Linked DNA regions of Sus scrofa: all the other regions are linked to region 1. A link is a contact called in public HiChIP or PLAC-seq data. All regions are on one chromosome and are shown on one strand. The core of a region is the stretch at or near the end of the contact, and the rest is flanking DNA. Distances in the headings are between cores, read along the strand shown. Region 1 has its middle 48 kb from the start of PIK3CG. Region 2 holds the start of CCDC71L (coiled-coil domain-containing protein 71L). Region 3 has its middle 70 kb from the start of PIK3CG. Region 4 overlaps PIK3CG (phosphatidylinositol-4,5-bisphosphate 3-kinase catalytic subunit gamma).

What was found. HiChIP or PLAC-seq counts read pairs in DNA pulled down with a chosen protein or histone mark.
Region 2: a contact with region 1 is called in an H3K27ac HiChIP or PLAC-seq map of alveolar macrophages. The contact joins the promoter of CCDC71L here to the enhancer-like site in region 1. A contact is called at or near these places in 1 of 5 promoter capture datasets (liver), 8 of 47 Hi-C or Micro-C datasets (alveolar macrophages, embryonic fibroblasts, fibroblasts and 3 more) and 2 of 2 datasets of contacts at active chromatin or transcription factors (alveolar macrophages and skeletal muscle).
Region 3: a contact with region 1 is called in an H3K27ac HiChIP or PLAC-seq map of alveolar macrophages. The contact joins two enhancer-like sites. A contact is called at or near these places in 3 of 47 Hi-C or Micro-C datasets (alveolar macrophages, epiblast stem cells and heart right ventricle) and 2 of 2 datasets of contacts at active chromatin or transcription factors (alveolar macrophages and skeletal muscle).
Region 4: a contact with region 1 is called in an H3K27ac HiChIP or PLAC-seq map of alveolar macrophages. The contact joins two enhancer-like sites. A contact is called at or near these places in 1 of 5 promoter capture datasets (liver), 7 of 47 Hi-C or Micro-C datasets (embryonic fibroblasts, epiblast stem cells, liver and 1 more) and 1 of 2 datasets of contacts at active chromatin or transcription factors (alveolar macrophages).

The regions. Positions count from the first base shown.
Region 1 is chr9:106,655,728-106,659,011 of Sscrofa11.1, forward strand. No RefSeq gene overlaps it. Among named protein-coding and RNA genes, the nearest start is that of PIK3CG, 48 kb to the right of the region's middle. Within about 2 kb of position 1,699, at least 24 of the 83 cell types and tissues checked have an H3K27ac peak or open chromatin away from gene starts, as enhancers often do. A contact at or near this core is called in alveolar macrophages and retroperitoneal adipose tissue, where this site is marked.
Region 2 is chr9:106,543,410-106,547,044 of Sscrofa11.1, forward strand. CCDC71L (coiled-coil domain-containing protein 71L) reads right to left here and starts at 1,915. Exons shown (of 1, transcript XM_021063516.1): 1 at 1-1,915. The coding sequence starts at 1,644. The coding sequence ends at 931. The region is part of intron 2 of LOC102163285 (a long non-coding RNA gene); the gene reads right to left.
Region 3 is chr9:106,773,501-106,777,024 of Sscrofa11.1, forward strand. No RefSeq gene overlaps it. Among named protein-coding and RNA genes, the nearest start is that of PIK3CG, 70 kb to the left of the region's middle. Within about 2 kb of position 1,486, at least 15 of the 83 cell types and tissues checked have an H3K27ac peak or open chromatin away from gene starts, as enhancers often do. A contact at or near this core is called in alveolar macrophages, where this site is marked.
Region 4 is chr9:106,742,950-106,746,345 of Sscrofa11.1, forward strand. It overlaps PIK3CG (phosphatidylinositol-4,5-bisphosphate 3-kinase catalytic subunit gamma), which reads left to right. Exons shown (of 11, transcript NM_213939.1): 11 at 1,486-2,171. The coding sequence ends at 1,764. Among named protein-coding and RNA genes, the nearest start is that of PIK3CG, 40 kb to the left of the region's middle. Within about 2 kb of position 1,867, at least 2 of the 83 cell types and tissues checked have an H3K27ac peak or open chromatin away from gene starts, as enhancers often do. A contact at or near this core is called in alveolar macrophages, where this site is marked.

The sequences.
Region 1 (3,284 bases), core at 449-2,948:
CGAGCCAAGTCTGCAACCTACACCACAGCTCACGGCAACGCCGGATCGTTAACCCACTGAGCAAGGGCAGGGACCGAACCCGCAACCTCATGGTTCCTAGTCGGATTCGTTAACCACTGCGCCACGGCGGGAACTCAGAAAAAATCAACTACTTAACTAAAGAAAAGTATGGTGAAAAAGGGTGGGAAAGCAGGTGATTAGGATATAGCCTACTGGTACATTTCAGAAGGTTTTTATGAGTAGGATTTGATTAATCATTGCCAGACCTTAGGAGGACAAACAAAAGTAACTTTATATAAAGGCAGGAAAGAGGTGCTTTGTAACCAAGTCCCGTGAGGCGTTTGAATGAATTCTCACTGGGGTTGTGATCCCTGGAGAAATCGTCAAGGAAAGAATTTATGTCCTTCATCCTGGATAGTTCTTACTGCCAATGGTGAGAGGTTTTGATCCAGATGAGATGGCCTCTGGCAGTCCCCACCATCAGGTGACTCTAGGATTAAGAATGGTTCCATACCTTTCACAGGGCCCACCTGACATGTCAGTGCTTCAGAGCTACAGTGCTTGCAGAATTATCACAGTTACTGAGTGGGATTATTGTGCCTCATTAAACATTAAATATATCTAAAGAATGGCACTGCATAAACATACTATGGGCTTGTAGCATCTTAACTGGATCTAATCATCACATCCCAGAAATCTAAAATCTAATATAGACAATTAGGTTTAGTAGAAGAAGAGGGAAATGAAAGCTTATGACCGGGACAGTTATAAGAAAGAGGCTTATTAAAAGTGAATGTGGGAGTTCCCCCCGTGGTTCAGCGGTAACAAACCCAACTAGTATCTATGAGGACATGGGTTCTGGCCCTACTCAGTGGGTTAAGAAACTGGCGTTGCTGTGAGAGCTTTGGTACGGGTCACAGACTTGGCTCAGATTTGGCATTGCTGTGGCTGTGTCTGTGGCGTAGGCTGGCAGCTGCAGCTCTGATTCGACCACTAGCCTGGGAATTTTCATATGCTGCAGGTATGCCCCTGCAAAGACCACCCTCAAAAATAAATAAATAAATACATAAATACATAAATAAATAAATAAATATGAATGCAGTGGGAAAGACACTATTTATCTGTCTCTAGTCCTAACAAACGGTAGTGTTCTTGGTATCAGCTATTTTCCCACCTGTCCAGTAGGTGTCAGTGTAAGACAGTGTTCCTAGAACTGACGAAGCTTTAAACGAGAAACAAAAAATAGACTATGAAGTTATAAAAGAAAGATGTAATAAAGATGGGGCTACAAAAATTCCACATAAGATTTTAAATGACATTATTTAAAAATAGGCTGACCTAAACAAAAATTCCTCATGGGTGAGATGACAGAGTTGGACAAGGGGGGGCTCAGAAGACCCCATCTGGCTTTCAGATTCCTTGTGAAGTCAGCAGGAATTCCTGCTCTGAATGCATCCAGCAGAACTCAGCATTGCTGTAAGAGCTGGTCACTATTAACTAGTACAAGAACCAATGAACAGCCAGCCAGACCCTTTAAAAAAAAAAGAGAGAGAGAGAGAGATACTTCCCTGCTTCTCAGAGATTTACCAGATAAAACAGAAATCCTATAATCCACAGAAATAGATCATTACAAGGATTATAAAAGTGAACCAAGGAAAAAGGGGAAACGAAGGTCATATGAGCAGTGTGTAGAATATGTTGAGTCATGCAGGGTGTGCTGCCTGGAGTTGTCCTTTGACCTGGAATGGAAGAGAAGAGAGCCACAAAACCAGGGCTCCACCTGAGCCCCGCCCTTCTGCTCTACATGCAATTTTCCTCCTCCGAATATGAATGAATGCACTTTATACTCTGATAAAGGGCAAGCAATAAATAACATTAAAAAGAATTATTTTTTTAATTCACTCTATAAAGGTACTATTGATATGATAAAGGAAAAATAAGGGGAAAGGGCATATCTACTGAGTACCTCACACACAGAGTATGTCATATGATCCTTACCAAAATCCTGAGATACACTGAAGCACTATGCTGTACACCAGAAGCTAACAACACGGTAAATCAACTAGACTTCAATTTTTTAAAAAAATCCTGAGATGTAAGCGATATTGTTCTTATTTTTAGATAACGGATCCAAGGCTCACTAAAGTTACATAACTTGCCTGAGATTACAATAGCTAATACTGATGAGCAAGTACTCTGCACCAGATATGTAAATGCACCAGCAACAATCCTATGAAAAAAGTTACTATGTGTTCATTTTGCAGAACAGGACATTAAGTCTCACAGAAAAGAAGTTCTTGCTTCCCCAAGGTCACAGAGCTCCGAATTAGTCCAGCTGAAATTCAAACTCACGGGCTGCATGTGGGTTCTCTGGAGAGCAGACTGAAATGGAATGAAGGCTGCAGTGTTTATTGCGGAATGCCTTAGGATTAGCACCTGTGGAAGGAAGGCATGAAAGCAGGACTGGGAGGCCCATGTGAATTGCTGGGCCCTGGGCCAAATAGCTAGGCTTATATACACCTGCCATAATCCGTCATTGGCTGTGGACATGGCCTAGGCAGCTGAGGCAGACCCTGAGGGGCTAGCAGCTGACAAGCATCTGCTGATCACACCCCTTTCTGGAAAGGACATCTGGGCAGCCCCTCCACGTTCCTCGCACCCTGTCTGTGTCTTAGCCCAGTTCACATTTTTTGGCTACAGCATGATGGTCGAGGCCAGAAGGGAGACAGGAGACCTTGATGGAATTTTCATCGTGGGGCTGCTGCTGATGAGGCCGGGCCCCAGCTTCTCACCCCTTAGATGCTTCAAACAGCATCAGCAGAAGTCGAGAAAGGGGTGGAGGCTGACAGCGCTGACTCAACAGCAGGGTCAGTCATTAAATGATTGTTGTTGATTGACACCATCTAGGTAGCTTAGAAAGGGAGGTTCCAACCCACTCACAGACCCGATAGTTGGTCTGGGCACTTCCGTGGTATAGGAACATCTGATCACCGGCTGCTTGCCCCTCACTCCCTGCAGATGCCACTGAGATGGCAAAGCCACCCAGTGTGCCCAGCACTGGCCTGGCCTGCTGCCTGCCTGCCTGCCCCGCCTGAGGTGAGTAGGCTGGTTTCCCTTTGGAAATAGAGCCGCCTGTGCTACTTCAAGCAATGACCATAGCAAAATGCCACCCTGAGTGGCCAGAAATTCTCATACTTCTACTTGAATTCAGAGAACAGCTGACTTGACAGAAGGCAGAAAGCGGGTGAATTTAGCTCGCCTGGGAACAGATGAGCATAGAGCCA
Region 2 (3,635 bases), core at 665-3,164, 110 kb before region 1:
AATGAAGCCAAATCATTTCCAATAGGATTCCATCCATCTCTTTAACCAACACCAGTTCTTTATAACTAATTTTTCTTTATCACAAGCCATGTGGTTTCAATGCACTTTAATTTTTATTTAATTAAAAAGAATCTTAACAAGTCAGCTTTTCCTAAACAGAACTTCATATGAGTTTATACCATTTTATTTAGGAGCTCAGTAAATATAAACATTAAATTTCAATATAAAATCTTTAGGAACACCTCAAAAATGTTCAAACAGTTGTACTTTGCATCTCTTTGTTTGTAATCACTGAGCCCATGGAATTCAAAGCATACAAATCCTTGCACTATTACAGTCATAAGCTTGAATCTCTTAGAAAAATATCCTTGGTCAGAGCTTTGGAATCCGGTTAAAATTAGGAAACGAATGGGATTCAGAATACCCTGAGTACAAAACAGGTTCAATCTTTCGTCCAGAAAGAGGGGTGGCAGTTGCAAAGAAAAATGGGGTGGGGGGAGGATTTGGGGGGAAAGCAAGTAGATTCTGGCTTTATTACACAAACACGAAACCAAATTCCTTTGGAAAAATAACGACTTCTTCAGAGAACTTCCAGACCAGTGAGGTAGAGTCCAAAGGGAGAAAACGGATCTGCCCCTCCAGTCCTGGAGATGTCTCAGTCCGGGGTAAGGAAGCATAGGGCCCTCCCCTGCGGGTCCGGCTGTCTCCTCCTCCGCAGCCCGGGCGCCAGGAGGCAGCGGAGGGCACACCTGTCCCTGAGCCCCAGACGGCGGCGCCGCGAGGCCGGGAAAAGCATCCGGTGACTTCTTTGCCCGTAAAGTGCACGAGGGGACGGGGTCCTGGCCGGATCTGTAAACACTCGACTGACACTTGTCCATCCCTCCAGGCGGAAGCCCCGTCCCTGGCCGGGAAGCCGTCGCGGGCTGCGTTTCACGCCCGGGGCACGGGGAAGCGGCGGAGCCTCACCACGGGTTCCAGGTTCACTCGCAGGACTTGGCTTGCCCGGCGCCGCGCCGCCGCCAGGCTGCGCTCGCCCCACACGTCGCCGCCGACGCGAATGGTGGGAAAGGTGGTCAGCGTCGGGGTGGCCGCCCTCCAGATCTCCTCCAGGGTGCGGCCCCCGAAGCAGGGCCCGGGCGCCGCGGGCTTGGCAGGGCAGCTCTCCTCGGGGGCCGGCAGCGGCGACAGCGGCGGCGGTGGCGGGGGCTTCCTCCGGCGGGCGGCGGGCGCCCGGGCTCCGCGGCGCCTCCTCCTGGCCGCCGCACTCGGTGCTGGCCTGCGTGTCCGGCCGCGGGCAGCGGGGGGTCCCGGGGGGTCGGGGACCAGGGCCCGGCAGGAGGAGTAGCCGTAGACGTCCTTGCTGCGCAGGATATGCGGGGAGAACTGGTGCTTAAGGCTGCAGAGGAAGCTCCAGAGCTCCGCGTCCGAGCTCATGAACTCCGTGCTGCGGGGCATGAACAGCTTGAAGGCGTCGCCCAGCGCCTTGGTGCTGTCGGCCAGCGACAGTTGAGACCGCGAGTATACCACCTTCTCCTCCCGCGCCTCCAGCTCGGGCCCTGCTCCCGCCCTAAAGCCGCCGCCCCGGGCGGCCGCGGCCGGGGCTGCCGGGGGCCGGCGCCGCCGCCTCTTCACGCTGCGCCGCATCGGAGGCCGCTCGCGGCCGCCCGCGTTCGCCGGGTCGCGCCGCCGCCGTCGTCCCCGCCCGCGTTCGGCTCTGCGGCGGCGGCCGCCGCTGGCGCCTCCCCGGCCGGCGCGTCTCTCGTTACTTTTCTCGCCGCCTCCGCCCCTCCCCCTCCGAGGGCGGAGGACGCGGGTGAAGATCCTGCCGCCCGGTACAAGATGGCGGCCGGCGCCCACCCCTGGGCTTTGTCATTGGACGGCGCCTCGCCCCCCTGGTTTCTCTTTCTTCTCCTCTCTTGCCTCCTTTCGCCCTCTGCCTTTCTTTAAATGTGCCCGCCTCAGGCTCCTCCCACTGCAGCCCCGACTCCACCCATTGGGTGCTCTCAGAAGAGGGGCGGGGACTAATGGGGGAGAGGCCAGTTCCTGGAAGATGGTGCTGGAGTGGGTGATGGTGGTGGCCCTTGAACGCGAGTCAACAGTTGGGTGGTTATATGAGGTGGGGGCCCTTGACTAGAGTGAAGGGTGGACATCAGCTCCACCTTGGGGAGAGTCACTCTCAGAGTGAGTGGGTGTGCATTTGTGGATTGAGCTGGGGGGGTCTACCAGTCGGAAATAACAAAGGGAGACCTACCCAAAAGCTGTGGTTTTTATCAGAGAAAGGGAATTTGGGTCTAGGTGTAGAGGGAATGGGCCTTTCACAGTTCCATTCTAAACCTTCATTTGGCTCTTTTGCATGTTCATCAACTCTTCCCACTTTGGACCCAAGCAACACTAGCAATCCAGAATCAAGTAGGCAATATGGACAGTGTAAGTGGCATTGTCTCCCTCTAGACAATGGAACCATCTTCACATTTAAGAGATACTCCACTTAATAGGAAAACAAAGCCTCTTATAGCCATAGAACTAAACACTCTGCTCAAGTTGATCAAAGATCATTTACAACAAAGCCATTCTCCTTACAGAAAATACCATTTTTAAATACAGTTTTTTTCTAAATGAGTACACTTCACTTTTCATTTAGTTTTAATATGTCCCTCTGCAGCACCATCTCTATCATTGAGAAGGAATGCAGCATCACAATCAAAAAGGTTCTGTTGAAGGGAACATTAAGAAGCCATTAACTTTTGTATTTGAGAGGAGGGGATTACGAATGTTTGTAGAGTAGTGGGCAGTTTTTAGTCCTCTTTTCTATCCTCAATATTTAGTTCAGTGTCTGTCAGATAGTGGGCAGTCCACCTTGAGTTTATCAATGAAATACCACTGATAGTTTAAAATGATATGAGAAAGAAGGATATATTGAAATCACTAAGAACAAGGATAATTTTATAGTTTCTATTTTACACTGCAATTTTCTCCTAACTCCATTAAATTTTTAAGGTTAAAAAAAAATCTCCTAATGCTTAGAACTCTGAGGTAGGCATGCAAATTTTACCCTTCAGTGAGCATCATATTTTGCAGTGGAGAACTGATAACAGCAGAGCTTTGTGACTTGCACACAGCTGCTAATGGTTCCCTTGAATTTGAGCTGAAAGATACCTAGTTCAATCTCCTTATTTCACAGATGAGGAAATTTGGTCACACAGAGGTTCAGTAATACCAGTTCTTGATCAGGACTAAGTCTTTGGATTCCTAATCTAGTGATCTTTATATGTCACTGGAGGTTTTTCAAATTGTGCTGCTCAAACAGGTTCAATAGAAAATGCTTTATGCAAGAGTGGGGTGATCAAGGGACAGAGCTGTACCCCTCTATCTGCTTCCACTCCTCCCCAAATTGAACAGTTTTTTAATCTGTCCTATATTGGATTTACAGATGATGTTTTCTTTGAACCAGACTTTGTTTTCATTTCAAAAATTAAAAACATATATATTTTAAAAGTTGCTTCTCTACACCAGAGCACTCTCTCCACACAGTGGGTCTACAGCAAAAACAAAACTTCCTCCCAAGAGACCAGTTCTCAACCTACCAAAATCATGGTAATTCTCTGAAGAGAAAATCATTTTCCTAGGAAAGCATA
Region 3 (3,524 bases), core at 236-2,735, 120 kb after region 1:
ACACCCCCAGGACAGAGGAAACATTAGGGGCCCTCTGAGGAAGCTGGGGTGTTATATAGGGTCACAGAGGAAGCTACAGTCCAGGCTTCATTTCCTCTCCATGCGTCTCAGCTGCAGCCTTTGGCACCACATTGCCACCTGGGCCACCCTGAGAGGGCTCTCCCCAGCCCTTGGCTCCCTGGGCCCCAATGCACTGGCCCTACTCCCTTGCTGGCTTCACTTTTTCCTGGCCATCTGTTCTCCCATCGTTTGAACCCCCCAAAAGAACCAAGGACCCCAAGGAATCCAGTCACCACGGCTCACTGTGCTTTTTGTCCCTTTGTTAGGAAAACAAAAAACAAAAAACAAACCTCTGTCCCCCCATCCAGTTTGGCAGCCCCATGTTGACCAGGGTTTACTCACCGACAGGTTTGCTCCTGACTCCTTGGTGTCAGTCCCACAACTTCAGCAACAGAGATGAGTTCAGATCCCCTGGCGAGATGCTAAACGCTCCTGAGGAAAAGGGGGCTTGGAGGCTCCGCCACGATAAGCGGATGAACATTTTTATCGCACTTCGCAATTTACAGTGTCCTTCCGTGACTACATTATTTTATCGGAGCTTCACAACAGCCGCATAAGGGAGGTTGCTCGGATTTAAAATGTGGAGTTAAAAGGTCAAATAACTTGTCCATCAATCGAAACTGATGAGAGACGGTCCTGGCGCCTAAGCCCGCTTGTTGAGACTACTTCCCCTACCCAAATACTGGAACCCATGAGGATGGCTCTGGGCAGGCGAGACCCTCCTGCCCCGGGAAAAGCAGTCTGTAGCCTCGGAGCCAGGGGAGCAGGAACAGCGGCCATCAGAGCGAAAAAGAAGTCCTATGAACGCCTCCAAGGAAGGCCCGCTGGGTCCGAGAGCCCCCTGCTCCTGAAGCCCATGTCCCCTCCATGAACAGAAGACTGCATCTTGCTGCCTGTAAGCGGTTTCCTTCGAGGTGAGGGAGGAGCGACGCCAACTCCACGCCCCCAGCGTGAGGCACGCGAGAACCACCTGGAGACCTCATTAGGCATGCGCATTGCCTGCACCGCCTGGGATTTCCGCCTCCTCAGGTGATTCCGCTGCCTTGGGATGATGCAGACCTAGACTGGCGGCTCCAGGTGACCAGAATGAATGAGACAGACCTGGGTTGATAAGGAACATGGGTCACAAAAGAGGGGTATTCTGAAACTGAACAGGGGCGCTGTCACCTTTTCTCTTTTCTCCACTCTTTCCCCAAACCATTCCCTTTTAACTTGCATTTCTGAGTCCTTCAGTTATATATAGTTTGATCAAGGCTCTAACCGTTTGCCAAACGCCACTGCCCAGCCTGGAGTCTCAGTGCCCAAGAAGTGTCTCCCATCTATTCTGACAAAGGTCCTCCAGTTCCAAAGCATCACTCCCTGATGGAGAGACGTGGCAAGGGGAGGGGTGACTGGCCAGGCCAAGGACCCGCAGCATGAGATGAGGAAGTGTCTGCACCAGGATACCAGCTCAGCACTTCCGGCCGGAGACCGAGCAGCCTTCTAGAGTCACTTCCACTCACTCATTCATTAGCTTTCCTTTCAAGTGCTTATCTAATGAACTCTCTGAGCCAAGCATCTCCCAGACACCCACTGCTTCCTGCCTCCCTGGGATTAAGCCAGTAGCCCCTTAATCCAGCACCACAGTCAGAAGCACCCCAGAACCTAGGACACAGCTTAATCATAACTCCCACTCCCACTCCCCAGAGGCCCATGCCCAGACCTGGTCACAGGGGCAGGAAGACCAGATGGGGTCTTATTTAATGTGGGAACAGCGTTCTCTAGGCAGCATATGCAATACAGAGGGAGAGGGTAGACTTCCCCATAACCTGCTTCAATTATCCTCACAACAACCTGTGAGAAAATAACCATTATCTCTGTTTTCACATCTTGACAGAATCCCAAGGAAGACTCATACCCAGAACGTAGGAGGCAATAAAAGCAAAAGTATTTGTACACAAGCCTCAGGCTCAGGGGAAGAGAGAGGCTGACTGCTTGCCAGTGACAAATCTGGGCAGAGAAGTAGGCGCTACAGAAATCCCCCAACCCCTGATGCCAACTAAACCTGAGAGAGACTATTATTCAGCCATAAAAAGAATGAACTGCTGAGTCATAGTACAACATGGATGGCCCTTGTAAACTTTATGCTAGGAGAAAGCTGCCTGTCCACAACGGCCACGTATGCAGGATTCCATTTATATGAAGTGGCTGGAATAGGCAAGTCCATGGAGACAGGAGATTTCTGGTGGCTGGGGCCGAGATGGGAGGCAGGGGGGAGGGGGGATGCTGTGTGAATGCTAATAGATTGAGAAAAACGTTCTGGAATTAGATGGTAGTTGATGGTTGCACACTCTTGCGAAAACTTTAAAAACCACTTGCAGAGGAGTAAGTTAGGAGGGTGGAATTAACATACACACACTGCTATATACAAAATAGATAAACAGCAAGGACCTGCTGTATAGCCCAGGGAATTATATTCAATATCTTTTAATAAGCTTAATGGAAAAGAATCTGAAGGATAGTTGATGACAGATAATGTATAAGTGAATCATTTTGCAGTACACCTGAAACGAACACAACATTGTTTTAAAAAAAGGCTTTTAAAAACCCACTGAATTGTACACATTTTATGGTATGTGAATTACATCTCGAAAAATTAAAAAACAAACAAAAAAAAACCAAAGGCGAAGGGCTTCAAAATCTCAAAACCCGAAAGCTGCCCTGCATTCCCTGGGGCTCTTAGAGGAGCATAACTTGAGCATAACTCCTAAAAGGTCTCTCAACCAACAAGGCGCAGAGGCAAAGCATAAGCCAAAGTTCATCAGGCTCTACCTGCCTTTCTTCCACCCAATGTCAAGTTCAGTCAGTCCCCTAACTCATCAGCAATGCTTGTCAGCTCAGCCTGGGTGCTCCCCTCCTGACATCTCGAGCAGGCCTTTTGCCCTGAGGGGTCCGGGTGGGGGTCTGGACATGACAGGACTAGAAGAGGACAGGCACTGGGGGCCCAAGCAGCCCTTTGGGGGTGGGGGAGCCTGGGCGCTGCCACCATGGAGGGTGCAGGGGAACAAGATCTTTGCATGATCCCAGTACCTGGCCCAGGGCCCCACCCTCACCTTCTGCACCTCAGCCCAGAAATGCTGCGATATCAGTGGCAGCTGGCCCTCAGCACCAGCACAGTGTCTCAGGAGCCACAGCCCCACCCATATCTCAGACACCATCAGGCCTCACTTCTGGTTTAGCTCAGTTGCCAGAGGTGAAAATGCCCCCACCTCATCACTAACCAGAGCCTCAGGCTCCCACCTTCTGGCCTTGTGAGGGCTCTTCATTCAGCTTGAGCCACTCTGCTCTGGTCATCTGCACAGCTAAAACCCCACAGCCCTGAACCTTGCCTCTGAATGATGCCTATGCCAACTACTCTATTTTATTTATTTAAAAAGAAATTCATTAAGGTATAATTAATTTACAATGTTGTGCCGAGCACTTAT
Region 4 (3,396 bases), core at 617-3,116, 87 kb after region 1:
TGGCTGTGGTATACACCAGCAGCTATCGCTCAATTCAGCCCCTAGCCTAGGAACTTCCATATGCCATAGGTATGACCCCCAAAAAAGTAAAATAAATAATTAAAATAAAATAAATACTAGCGATTTTACCCTCACTTTTCTGATTTTATACATTTCTTTTTCCAGGACTCATTATTCAGAATGATTTTGAGTGGTAACTCAGATAATTCTTCATATCATTACATTTTAGGTACATGTTAAGTTATATGTTACTTTCATAAAAATTAAAAGTAGATTTTAATCTAGTACCTTATGATGAACTACTCTTGCAATTTTGTGACTGCCTAGTTGGCTACAGTTTGTCATTCTCTTAACATTTTACTCAGTGTTTTATTTGAAATATTTAAACCTGTAATCATTCATTTCAGCTTTAACACAACATCTTCCCAAATTATGATATTAAGGTTGGGCTATTCTCATGTGGCAAAATTGAAACCCTTTCAGTTTTTTTCTTCACATTAGAACATTTTAATTGAAATGAGCAAGCCTGTTGCTTAAGAAGTGGACTCAACTCACATGTATCACTTACTCCAAGGCTTTTAGAAGAGGCATCAGACACTGCCTTGTTGAAAGCCCTCTCTCACTCAGTATTCAAATTTATATTGAATTTTCAAAGATCATTAACAATTTTGAGAGTCAGACAATGAAAAGCTAATTCATCTATTACCTTAGAGTAGGTCACATTGTAAAATAAATATGAAAACCAGCTAAATTTCAAACGCCCTGTTTCCAGCTCTTTTTTGGATTCCATTAGCTCTTGGCAAACATTATTTATGCTTACATAAGGTTTATTGATTCCAGTAGGAGGTGTTCAAAAACTGACTCCCAGCCTAAAGAAATGTCCACCCTCAATTCCCTAGGAAAGGAACCAAAGTAAAAAAAAAGGAGAGTAAAAAAGATGAAACGGTGTATCAGTTAGTTTTCCTTGAGCACACCCTGGAGGTGTACCACCACAGTGCAGTGCTTCAGAGATTATAACAGCAGTTTATGTTCCTAGTCAAGTGCTTCATTGGAGACAGGGGACCTTCCTGGCTTGTCATGATCTCCTCTCAGGGACAGGATAATGCCATGTAAATTCCAAAACAGCCCACTGGTCTTCAGGCTACTTTGTTGTTGGTGTTTTGTTTTGTTTTTTGTTTTTGTCTTTTTTTGCCATTTCTTGGGCTGTGCCCGTGGCATATGGAGGTTCCCATGCTAGGGGTCCAGTCAGAGCTGTAGCCGCCAGCCTGTGCCAGAACCACAGCAACTTGGGATCTGAGCCACATCTGCAACCTACACCACAGCTCACGGCAACGCCGGATCCTTAACCCACTGAGCAAGGCCAGGGATCGAACCCACAACCTCATGGTTCCTATTTGGATTCGTTAATCACGGCACCACGACGGGAACTCCCAGGCTACTTTGTTACAGTGACAACAGTTAACAGCGTTCCTTCCTTTTATCCAGGATGTCTGCGTCAAGGCTTACCTAGCCCTTCGTCATCACACAAACCTACTGATCATCCTCTTCTCCATGATGCTGATGACAGGAATGCCCCAGTTAACCAGCAAAGAAGACATTGAATACATTCGGGATGCCCTCACAGTGGGCAAAAGTGAGGAGGATGCTAAAAAGTATTTTCTGGATCAGATTGAAGTTTGCAGAGACAAAGGATGGACCGTGCAGTTTAACTGGTTCTTACATCTTGTTCTTGGCATCAAACAAGGGGAGAAGCATTCCGCGTAATACTTTGGGCTAGAGTTTAAAACAAGTTAGTGTTCTAATGCTTTACGTCAGCAGGACAGTCATCGAACTTGATGTCATGTAGTGGGACATTATGAAAGCTGGCACTTGAGAAATATAGCTCTTCCCCTAACTGAACTCTTCACTGGAGAAAAACCTTGGCATGTTTAAGTAATGTTCAGTGTTAGGCTTATTTGCATGTTTGTTTTTTCTCATGTGCCCCCTCAGTCATGTTGGAGACTGTTCTAAATTTAAGTGGCCTAATGACCTCTGAAGTTTCAACTTTCTTGGTACTGAGTGCTTCTGAAATTCTTTACAATAATTGGTAACATCTATTGTCAGCTGGGTATCCTCTCAATTTTGGTTATCCTTGGGTTTCTCAAACTCCTTACAGGAAAAAAAAAAAAAAACTGTGATCATTGTAACCATGCCTCATTCCTTAGAGAATGCTTCCCCAAAATCCCCTGCACATCTGCAGATGTGAGGGATGTGCCAGCAAAGCGAGCTTGTCTTTTCAGGGTCTTCTGCAGTTAGCTTCCGATACCACTGAGACTCACGAACACGAAATGGAAAATCTGAATCTTTGTGCCCTGGCCTTTCTCTGCTGGTCTGGTTCCAGGGAACATTTGTCTCAGCTCTGCCCACAGAGTGAAGAACCATCAAGTACAATTGGGCTAGACCTTCGCCAGCACAGAAACAGCAAGTAACGAAGGGACTCATGCAGGGCCTTTCTATTCCCCACCCCCCTTGTACCCTGCTTCCCTCTTTCCCAGTTGCCCACAACTCTTTACTCAGAATCGTGACATCTTCAGAAACACCTTTACCCCAGAATTCAAAAATTAGTTGAAAAGGAATTTCTCCTCTCGGGATACTAGAATTTTAGGTACTTATTTGTAAGGATGTTTTTTGTTGTGTGTTGTTTCTAAAGCTTGTTATTAAAGGAGACATCCTAGAAAATGTGGTTTAGCTTCCAGATGCCTTAATTTTAAATTTTGGCCTGAGCAGTTTTCACTTCCTTCTTTAATGGAAGAAGATATGTGATGTGTAAAAAGTACTCCAAGTTGGGAGGAACACTACTTGCCCTGCCCATCCTGCATTTTACAGGACTTTTACACTCCGGCGCAGTCTTCAGATTTCCTAAAAAAGTTGAAACGTCTGCTTTGAAAACTCCTTTCATCTCTTAAATGTTTCCCTATTTATTGGAAGTGTTTAACAGAGAAAGATCATTAAAGTATTTATAAAATATTTTTAATTACCTAGAGGTAATACTTTGCATAGAAATAAGTTAGTGATGTCTATGTTTAAGTAGAATTAGATATAAATATATATATTTAATCTTTAAATGTTCGAATTGAGATCTGTTTGATTCTGGTGTAGCCAAAACCTTTCTTTTCGAGTATGCAAAAGCCCAATGATTCTTCACCTTGCTGCACATCAGAATCACCAGGGATACTTTAAAAAAATACCCTGCCTGAGTGTCCACCTCGGGTTGTAATTAATTTGTTTGGGATGAGGCCCAGACATTAGTGTTTTTCTAATTACTCCAATTGATTCTAATCTGCAGCCAGGGTTTGAAAGTCCCACATGGCCTTTGAAGATGTAGGTAACACTGCCTCCTTGCCCACTGTGCCTTTC